3 separate regions of the Zea mays genome follow, and regions 1 and 2 are each linked to region 3. A link is a contact called in public Hi-C data. All regions are on one chromosome and are shown on one strand. Each heading gives the region's core, a stretch centred on a gene start, on an enhancer-like site or on the middle of the called end of the contact. The rest is flanking DNA. Distances are from core to core; before and after follow the strand shown.

Region 1 (3,295 bases), core at 39-2,538, 370 kb before region 3:
CCCCCCCCCCCCCACCCCCCTGCGATTTCACACGTGCGCAGCCGAGTGCTAGGTAGCCGACATCACGCGACAATGACGTGACGTGGAGAGGGAGCTAGGAGTACAATAATGACGGGGCTCTCGTCTTGCGACACGTGTGATCGTTGACTGAGCCAAACCAGCATGGAGGAGAGGACAACGCGAGGCACGCCGGTCAACAAGTGTAATGCTTGCTGCTACGTGTTAAGTGCGTCGGGTGTGACGTGACGGTTTCCTGAACAGGGTTTAGCTCTAGGTTCCGCATGTCTGACTGTCTCGACACGTTGCCATTAGAGTCGCTATTAGGGCATATACAGTGGTGTTTAATATGGAGGCTCTTAAGTTGTTTTAGGGGGTTATTTGTAAAAAAATCTTAGAGCCGTCTCTCCGTGAAGAGACGCCTCTGGCTCGTAAACCAAGTAACAACAGACGCCTCACTTCCCACTGTACGAATTTGTCGTCTGTTCTATCGATCTGATGCTATACAAATATATTTAATTCTGTATTTATTAATAGACTACGTTTAGAGACACTCCATTGTACAATAGAGTCTCTTAGTTGTCTCCTGTGCTTGGAGAACCGTTTTGGTGTCTCTCCACTGTACATGCCAAGTAACAACATCGCTATTAGGGCATGTACAGTGGAAAGACACCAAAACGGTTCTCCAAGCACAAGAGACAACTAAGAGACTCTATTGTACAATGGAGTGTCTATAAACGTAGTCTATTAATAAATACAGAATTAAATGTATTTGTATAGCATCAGATCGATAGAACAGACGACAAATTCGTACAGTGGGAAGTGAGGCGTCTGTTGTTACTTGGTTTACGAGCCAGAGGCGTCTCTTCACGGAGAGACGGCTCTAAGATTATTTTGCAAATAACCCCCTAAAACACCTTAAGAGCTCCCACATTAAACACCACTGTACATGCATCCATAGGTCACGCCTGTCACGTAGCGCTACTATGCATCCATAGGTACCGGCCGCCGACCGAGCCGTCCATCTCGTTCTCGGCCGTGTCGTCCGTACTGTCGTGCGGTGTGTGAACGGCTGGCCGGGACTGTTCGTTCATGTGCCACGCAGCGGTGGCGAACTCCGGGGAGCAGCGGCGGCGGCTTCTCGCCGCCGACGCCGACAGCGACGGAGAAGGAGGAGGAGGAGGAGGAGGAGGAGGAGGAGCAGGCCGCGGGGAGCCGGCGGCCGTGATGGCCACCGCGGCGGCGCCGTGGCAGGAGAGCGGCAGCAGGCAGGCGCGGGAGATGTCGGCCATGGTGGCCGCGCTCGCCAGGGTGGTCGCCGGGTCCGCTGCGCCGCCGGCTAAGGGGCCCGGTGGCGCCGGGCTGCTGGCGCAGGCGCAGGCGCAAGATGCGTCTATGGCCGAGGCGTGCTGGCCGTACCCGTACGCCGAGCTGCAGCCGCACGTCGCCGAGCCGTCGCCGAGCCGCTTCGTGCTCCACGGTACGTCGATGTCGATCGCTGCCGCTGCCTCTGCCTGCCATACCGTAGCAGCAGCATAGCACAGCAATACAGCATACTCCATTTGGTCCACGAATTAATACGCATGTTTTTTTTTGTTCCTTCTCCTTCCTTTTCTCATGCATGCATTGCTCCGTATTTTGTACGTATTATTTTTATACTCTTTTGCTCGGTCATTTAGAAGATGCATGTGGTGGTAGAAAGCACGCACGCACGCACGTCACGTTGATGATTTGTCATGATTCTTCTATTGGGTGGGCTGGTTAGGTCAGATGTGCACGGAGTCGGAGGTCCGTGGCTTACGCCTCCGTACGGTACATAGGGGTGGTACCAAATAACCTTTCACAAAAAAAATTAAGCTCTTTAAATAATATTAGTTCAAAAAATAAATATAAATGAAATATGATCCTAATCTGATTCGACTCTTAAAGTTTGTAGTGTAAAATCTAAAGTCTATTAGAGCATCTTCAAAGCTCTTTAAAAAATGACTCCTCAAAATCAGTTTTAATAGGTATCTAAAAAATTAGTGAGAGTAGATTTTAATCCTTTCTCCAACAGATCCCTTAAAATGGCAGATTATTTCTGAGAAGCCCAAAACTCTACAAATGAAAGAGTTTTAAGTACTATGAAAAAGTTAAGAGCATGTTGAAGACACGTTTTGTGTTTTTCTTGTTTTTGTGTTTTTCTTGCATATCGGAAAACTATTCTTTATAAAGCACAACCAACACGAGCTATAGTGGTTAAGAGACGGCATTCTGGTTTTACGAAGCTAAACCAAAAAAAAAATCAATTGTTTGTTTTCGCCTTTCAGGCTTCACGAAGCTAAAAAATAGTTTTTCTAAACTTCTGGATTTACGAAGCTAAACTATAAAAAAAATAGTTGTTTGTTTCAGCTTTTGCCTTTTGGTCTTTCACGCTGACAAGCTGTCTAGAAGCTCAAACAAACGGGACCAACTTAATAATGATTTTATGGTTGTCTATTTTCTCACAATCAAATATGTCTACAGCTAAATAAATAAACTTCACACTAATCAGGTTGCTTTCAAAGAGCAAGATGCCGTATTGCGATTGCGGATACGTAAAATGCATATCTCTGCTTCTTTGTTCCAGGGAAAGAAAAAAGAAAACAGAGCATGGCTAAAACACAGATGAGCAGAGTAACCAACCTCTGTGACCTTCCATGCAGGCCACAGCGCGACGCAGCTGTCGGAGGAATATTGGCCTGCGGCGGCGGCGGCGGCCGCTAGCTCCTCGCAGCACCGCGCCGCCTCGGCCGGCGCGGACGACGACGAGCTCCCGTCCCCGCCGTCGGCTGGTGGAGTCAGCAGCAGCAGCACCAGCGCCAGCAACCGGGCGGCGGCGCGGAGGCGGTACCGCGGAGTGCGGCAGCGGCCGTGGGGGAAGTGGGCGGCGGAGATCCGGGACCCGCACAAGGCGGCGCGCGTGTGGCTGGGCACCTTCGATTCGGCCGAGGCCGCCGCGCGGGCCTACGACGGCGCCGCGCTCAGGTTCCGCGGCAGCCGCGCCAAGCTCAACTTCCCCGAGTCCGCCACGCTCGCTTCCGCGCCGCGCGGGCCTACGACGGCGACGGCCCAGCAGCGGCAGCATCCGAGTCTGGCTCCAGCCGCGCGGCCTGCCCGGCCGGAGGCGCTGCTGGAGTCGCAGGCGCTCCCCGCTGCCGGAACGGACCCCTACTCTGAGTACGCCAGGTTCCTGCAAAGCGGCAGCGGCGGCGGTCCCAGCGCGTCGTCGGGGGTACTTCCGACTACAAGTGTTAGTGCTACGTTACTGCCTGCACCA
Region 2 (3,800 bases), core at 319-2,818, 300 kb before region 3:
GGGACATTTGAAACCTTTTCTAGGACCTACTGTCTTGTGTGAGTGGTGTTGTACACTTGGATACTCTTTCCTGTTCAATAAATGGCTCGCACTCTCCTGCGCATTTGAGAAGAAATAAACAAGCTATCTTCAAGAAAGGTTGATGATACTGACAGCTACTTGTTTTAGCCAATCTAGGAACTAGATGCACCAGAGTTTTAATTTTTTTTATATGTGCTGACAAAGTCTATGCACATGCTAATATGCTGCTGCCACAAATAATACGTAGACACGATTAGGCCATTATAAATTGTAGCAATTATAGGTACAGACCTGACAATGTTAAGAACCGAACTTGCTTCTGAGGTGTGTCAGGATTGACCTTTACACAATGGGACTTCTGAAATATGTCAAGCCTCCCCAACTGGTGACAGTTCGAAACGTTGCAGGTGTTAATGATGAGCACGCGAAACAATTTACAAAACAACAGGAATAGAAACAAGAGTTGATGTTACAAATTATGTAATGAATGATCAATAAGTGCAGCAGAAGCGATAACTTAATCGCACAATCATAATTTCTTGCTCCTACAGATGATAAGAGAGCAATGTTTTGAGCCCTCAATTTGGATTAGAGAAACCAAAACATTTGGGTGTGTTTGGTTTGAAGAATGAGACGGTCCATCTTCTTACTCATTATTTTTTTGCTTGGTTTGTGGAATAGAATTCGTGGAATTGTTTGATCCATCACAATATCATTCCTCACAAGTTAATAATTAGTATATGCATGAGGAATGAGTTAATTTCACCAAAATTCATGGGGTGAACTCACCATGCACCAGCACCAGTGCACCACCTTATGAAGCATGCAGACCAAACACTCAGGTGCCTGATCGGATTGGTCAAATGCAATGCAGGGTTCCACATAACACTCTAACTGAAACACAATTTGATTTGACATAATTTCGCTTATAAGGCTAACACTAACAGCCTAACTTGCATATTTGCTGTCGGCATAATTTCACATCAGACGAAAGGTGGGCCGCCATTCAGCTCCGATTCCTTCCGGAGAAACTTGCTGTCGGCTTAGGTAGGAGGGCGCAGAACGGGCGGGCGAGAGAACGAGGGCGAGCGCGCGTACGGCGTACCGCGTCTGCGGCGGCGGGGGCGCCGTCGAAGTTGGGGATGCGGTGGTGGACGGGGCGCGGGTCCCGCGCGATGCCCTCAGCCTCGAGCGCGTCCCACACCCGCTTCCGTATCGCCCACTTCCAGGCCCGCGGGCCGGCCTCCGCTGCCGCGGCGGTGGACTCCATCCCGGCCCGCGCCGCGGCGTCCAGGCGCAGCCGCTCGGCCTCGAAGGCGGCCGCGTCGAACGAGGCCGAGGACGACGACGAGCTCCTGGCCGCGGACGCCACGGAGGCCGTGGCGCGGCGTGAGACGCGCGCGGCGCGGCACAGCGGTAGCGGCGGCGTGGCGGGGAAGAGGAGCGGCATCGCTTGGCTAGCTTCTGCGCACGCTCGTCACTCGCGCGCCAGGGAAGGGAAGCCACGGATTCGGGATATTTTCGCAATTATAGAAAACGGGAGAGCGGGTTTCACCGGAACGAAACGTTCCCGCACGTAGGGTTCGGTCTATTTGGATAATTCAGAGTTTGTGAAATTTTAGGATCTGAAAAAAATAAGAATCAAAATTTTCAAAATAATTTTAGGAACCGAACTCTAATAGACTCATAATTTTGATTCAGTCTCGAATAATAGAAACTAGTATCATTTGTTAAATATATACAATAAATAATTAATTGTAAGTACTATTATTGTTGGGTACCGTAATTAGGGGTACCCCCAATACTCTTAAGCACGGCTGGAAAACATCTTCAAAACAGGCCGTAAAGACTGGTAAGCACAGCTCAAAGTTAAAGCCTCATCTACCAAGGGACGCGATCTCGTCTCGTCCGAGCCCGACCTCGAGCAAGAACAGTAGTCCCGGACGGATTCACGCCTCGCCCGAGAGCCTCCTCAGGCAGTGGGCGCACCCCCGGCTCGTTCGAGGCCAAGCTCGGACAAACTTTGTCGTACAACAACCTCGACCAAATCGCCTTACCATCGACCGTATCGCATGCGCATTCAATGCGGGGATCACCTGACACCTTATTCTGACACACGCGTCTCAGTTGGCAAGGTCGAATTGACCGCAGTCACTTCGCCCCTTTACTGATCGTTCTGACAGGAAAACAACACTATTCACCCTGTTCCGACTACTGTGCCAACCACCAGGGTAAAACTAACGACAGTAAGTCACAACCTCCCCCGAGTTCAGTCTCGGGTGCAACAGGGAGCTCCGCCTCGCCCGACCCCAGGCCTCGGCCTCAGCCTCGCCCTCGGGAGAAGGTCTCCGCCTCGCCCGACCCCAGGCCTCAGCCTCGGCCTCAGGAGGAGTCACAACCTCGCCCGACCTCAGCCTCGGCCTCAGGAGAAGTCACCGCCTCGCCCGACCTCGGCCCGACTACGCCACAGGGGATACATCATTACCCTACCCCTATCTAGTTGCATCAGGCTACGAAGGAACAAGACTGGTGTCCCATCTAGATTACTCCGGCAACAGGTAATGATGGTTCTCTGCCTGCGTCCATGACGTCGATTGTTCTCAACTCTCTACGAAGGCAAAGAAACGTCAGCAGGACCCAGGACCGCACCGTCAGCTACGCTTCTACAGGGCTCAAGCACTTCTCCACCTGCCACGTTAGCACATAGCTACACCTCATATGTACAGCTGGGTCATCTCCTTGTATTTATAAAAGGGGATGCCCAGGGCCTTCGAGGGGAGGAGGGGTGGACGCAAAAGGAGGCCAACTCAGACGGCTCGCTCCAAGGTCAAACCCTCTCCCACGAAGCTTGTAACCCCTACTACGAGCACCCCGGTGCAAGATAATATAAGCCTCATCCCCCCTCTCGTGTTTCATCTTGCATCAACCCATCTGGGCAGGGACACGCAACATCAAATTCACTAGTCGGTTGAGGGTCCACGCGGGTCCAAAACGCCGACAGTTGGCGCGCCAGGTAGGGGTTCGGCTGCGTGTTGACAATACTTTCCCGTTGAGTTCCAGATGGATAATCTTCAGCAACCTCTTCGGCCCGGGACGGTGCTCCGCTTTGGGAGTCTCGAGTTCATGTCCCTCGACGGCAGCTACGACATGGTACTCCTCCCCCCGCAACACGACAACAACGACGGTCGTCGGCTCGCCCGGCGGAGGCGATCTCGTCGACAACATCTCCCCGTGGCGGAAGAGGAACACCCGGGTTTGCCCCGCCACCCTCCTCGCCGGAGGAGGAGGAGACGGAGCAACCATGGCCAGGCAAGAGGCGGCACCTCGTCGGCTGTCGGACCAGAGCGAGTCGACGACGCCGGCACCCCTGTCGGAGACATGTCGGGTGTTATCCTCGCACCTGGGACAATGACGGGTGTCGCTTCCCAGCAACGTGCCAACCCCAGGCGGACTAATGACGCCAGCACCCTTGCGAGGGACTTGTCGGGCATTAGTCTCGCACTTGAGATAACGGCGCATTCCATCCCCGATGCGACTTCACCACCGTCCATCAACCAAGAGGTACCATCCGTTTCCCATCCTGTTCCTTTTAGATTCAGCTTCGATCCACCGAGCGACCCTACTTCGGCGAGCGTTTTCGCAAGGGCATATCCTGACCTTCCGGGGTACCATATGTGGTCAACTTGGGACCTGTTGACGGTCGTCTCAACCTCCGGGCCCGCGGGTTCCGAGGAAGAGGACGACCCCGACTTCAGTTGGGATTTCTCCGGACTCCATGA
Region 3 (3,832 bases), core at 45-2,544:
CCTAGTGCTGCGACCTCATTGTGAAGTGTATAGATAGATTGACTAATTTTTTCCATCAACTTAAGCTTTTTAGATGACTGATCAATATGTTCACAAAAAAGATTTTCCTGCTTAAATATAGTAGATGTATATGCCTCATGAAGAATGCAATCATCTTTGACATGAATGGACACAGACTGTAGATGAATGTTAGTTTTTTTTGTCTCCATCAGTCGAATCCGCGGGACCCTAAATCGATCAGCGAAGAGGAATAAATATCTTCGGTTCAGGGTCGCCATCGGCATTCCGTGTCTTAATGCGAGGGAAGCTGTATCTTGGTAGCCTTTTGCATTATTTTTTTTTCCAACCGGCCGACACCGTCATCTTCTCCTCGTGAAAAGAGATATGATCCGGTTGCATTAGTACTAGATGTGTGGAAACAAATCATATGCCTGATATTTTAGGCGCTGGTGGTCGGTGTGAAAGAGCGAGAGGAGGAGGATGAGACTGAGAGGTGCAGCCGACATATGGGCACACGTGTCAAACCCATATAAAAGCTGGCTTCGGTGTGTGGGGGAAAAAACTGCTTTCCGGATATTCCAAGGATCATCCGTCTGCCCTGCCGACACTGTATCTCAGCTTGCTTCGACCACGAGCTCGGTGGGCCCTGCCGCCCAACTACATCTGTGGGCCCACCGCCCAAATAAGCTGCCCTGTCCGGTTGGGCAAGCAGTAAAGGTTTGGAACATGTTCGTTTGGTTTTAATTTATACTAGATTCTATTATTTTTATAGTATTTTTGTCTTTATGAATTACAACTCTAATAGTCAAACAACTGACTTTAATCTTAAACGATCTTAGAGGATGTTTAATTTACGAACTAATTTTTAGTCCATTTATTTTAGTTTAGTCTCTAAATTATTAAATATATAAACTAAAATAGAGTTTTGGTTTTCGTATTTAATAATTTATGGACTAAGCTGAAATAAAATAGATGGACTACAAATTTAGTCTCTAAAAATCAAACACCAACTTAGTAGGTTGAGTACCAGTTTTGTAACAATCTGTATTATCTTATAAGGGAATAATTGTATATTCGATCATGCAAATAGTTGAATCATGTATATAATATAAAGATGTTCTGTAGACGGTGCATATCGCTTCTAATTAATCATGTCTGAATTTTGATAATAATGATACGCGTACTGATTTCCACCACCGTCCATAATGCCATGCCAGCTCAGTCCACAGGGCCCCTCCATCCGGCTATATAAGACGATGAGCAACTGCCAAGCAACAAGCAAGAACAGCTGTCGATCCAATTGTCACTTGCTCTCCCTCCAACAAGCTAATTAAGGCCGGTCATCCCTCTTCTAGCTCGTTTCATTATCCATGGCGGAGGAGAAGCACCACCACCACCACCTGTTCCACCACAAGAAGGACGAGGAGCAGCTCGCCGCCGGCGGGTACGGCGAGTCCGCCGAGTACACGGAGGCCACGGTGACGGAGGTGGTGTCCACGGGCGAGAACGAGTACGACGAGTACAAGAAGGAGGAGAAGGAGCACAAGCACAAGCAGCACCTCGGCGAGGCCGGCGCCATCGCCGCCGGCGCCTTCGCACTCGTACGTAGTCCGTCCGATCCGATCCTCCTTGAGTAGTATATATATATACATACATGAACGAGAAAGAATAATATATATATTAATCGAACGAACTGAATGACGGTCACCTCGTGTGACGTGGACATGCACAGTACGAGAAGCACGAGGCGAAGAAGGACCCGGAGCACGCGCACCGCCACAAGATCGAGGAGGAGGTCGCGGCGGCGGCGGCCGTCGGCTCCGGCGGCTTCGCCTTCCACGAGCACCACGAGAAGAAGAAGGACCACAAGGAGGCCGAGGAGGCCGGCGGCGAGAAGAAGCACCACTTCTTCGGCTGATTGATCCTCCCGTATCGTCGTCCCTCCCCGTGTGCTACGCGTGCGTGTGAGAGTGATATCGAGCGCCCGCCGTGTTGTGCGCGCGTACGTATGTATGCGCTCGTGTGATGCACGAATAAGCGTGGCTACGTAATCTATCGTATGTATACGTGTGTGTATGCATGTGCTTGTGTATGATCGTGGTACGAGGACCGAAAAAATGTATGCAACTCTGATTTACTTACATGTTTAGTTGTTTACGTTTCTCCAAAAGTATTAGTACCCATTATGTTATATTTTACTATATTATATTTTATTGATTATTAAACTATGTATGGATGAAATTACTATTTCAAGCTGGTAGCTAGACCGAGATAAAACTCGTCCGTGTTGTTTTAACGGGTGTATTAATTTTATTCCAAGTTAAATATTGTTTACGAACCTAGAGAGAAAAAAACACGCACATATAGTATGAATCATATATGTCGGTTTTACAAAATGTATACATTTTCTAAATATGTGAATCGTATATATATATAGTATATGAGAGTACTGCGGCTAATTAAAGCTACCTGTACTACTAAGATCAAGAATAACACATATCTAAACTGCAAAAAAAAAAGATAGAATAAAACACCTTTCTAAAAATTTACGTACTCACAAGTTTAGAAAAGGACCACATACTCACAAGTTTTTTTTTTAAAAGGACCACATACTTGCATTTTATAATTATCTAAAAATTCATGTTCACATTTATAATAAAATTGTAAATGACGAATAAGCTGAAGAGTAAATAATGATCGGCATGTGAGATCTTGGTCTCTCATTATACCAGACCTATTCATTAACCACATTTGGATACGGAACAACAAAAAAATGTCTACAGATGGAACGTTTTGCAAGTTCATAACTTAACTTTTGATAACAATAAGTTGAACAAAACAAAAGAAACAAGAGCTTTCGTAGCTTAGTTGGTTAGAGCACCCGTTTAGTAAGCGGGAGGTCTTGAGTTCAACTCTCAACGAATGCATTTTTTTTATTTCCGTTACATTTTTAACAAATGAAATAAACATTTGAACGAGTCGCTTTGCTAAGAAGTTGCAGATGACGCAGCCTGACTTACAGGAGAACGCACATTTTTACGGGATAATCCATGATTATTGAGGTAAATAAAACCTGAGTTAAATAATTTTATCTACTTAGCAAAAATTTACGCGCACATAACTATATGTCGGTTTTAGAAAATGTTCCGTTACATTTTTTACAAATGAAATAAACATTTGAACGAGTCGCTTTGCTAAGCAGTTGCAGATGACGCAGACGAGAACGCACATTTTTAACATTTTTACGGGATAATCCATGATTATTGAGGTAAATAAAACCTGAGTTAAATATTTTTATCTACTTGGCAAAAATTTACGCACACATAACTATATGTCGGTTTTAGAAAATGCATATATTTTCTAAATATGTGAATTACATAGTTTGAGAGTACTGCAGCTAAAGCTACCTGCAGTATCAGGAACACATTTCTAAACTGCAAAAAGAAAAAAAAAACACTGTTCTAAAATCATTACATAAAATTTACAAGTTAGAAAAGGACAGCATACTCACAATTTATCATTATCTAAAAAAATCATGTTCACATTTCATTACACTAGATACAGGGACCAGAATAGAAAACACAAGTCCGTGGGATAATGTCATTTATTAATGTGTAATTTCTAAGTGCGCAAAACCTGCCAAAAATAATTACTTCCAACGCTCACTAGGATTTGAACCTTATGACCAACCTAGGTCATAACCATTACAACGCCAAAAATAATTTTTTTATAAAAAACTCGTGCCGGATCGAGCCATCACTGTGGGTCGAGATGTGTGGGTCTACAGTATAGGCACATCATGAGCCCAATTTAAAGTATTGGGCCAGACCAT

What was found. A called contact is a pair of places that touch in the nucleus more often than the background predicts.
Region 1: a contact with region 3 is called in a Hi-C map of bundle sheath, with 3 times the contacts expected there. The contact joins the promoter of LOC103642291 here to the promoter of LOC542304 in region 3. A contact is called at or near these places in 4 of 25 Hi-C or Micro-C datasets (bundle sheath, ear, endosperm and 1 more).
Region 2: a contact with region 3 is called in a Hi-C map of ear, with 1.8 times the contacts expected there. The contact joins the promoter of LOC100192785 here to the promoter of LOC542304 in region 3. A contact is called at or near these places in 4 of 25 Hi-C or Micro-C datasets (ear, leaf, tassel and 1 more).

What each region holds. Positions count from the first base shown.
Region 1 is chr10:9,039,824-9,043,118 of Zm-B73-REFERENCE-NAM-5.0, reverse strand. LOC103642291 (ethylene-responsive transcription factor ERF115) reads left to right here and starts at 1,288. Exons shown (of 2, transcript XM_023301170.2): 1 at 1,288-1,477; 2 at 2,661-3,295. The coding sequence starts at 1,288.
Region 2 is chr10:8,961,592-8,965,391 of Zm-B73-REFERENCE-NAM-5.0, reverse strand. It overlaps LOC100192785 (5-formyltetrahydrofolate cyclo-ligase1), which reads right to left and starts at 1,568. Exons shown (of 7, transcript NM_001358553.1): 1 at 1,127-1,568; 2 at 313-403. The coding sequence starts at 1,471.
Region 3 is chr10:8,664,880-8,668,711 of Zm-B73-REFERENCE-NAM-5.0, reverse strand. It overlaps LOC542304 (abscisic stress protein homolog), which reads left to right and starts at 1,294. Exons shown (of 2, transcript NM_001111891.2): 1 at 1,294-1,601; 2 at 1,733-2,140. The coding sequence starts at 1,371. The coding sequence ends at 1,918. It overlaps TRNAT-AGU (transfer RNA threonine (anticodon AGU)), which reads left to right and starts at 2,854; the gene lies at 2,854-2,927.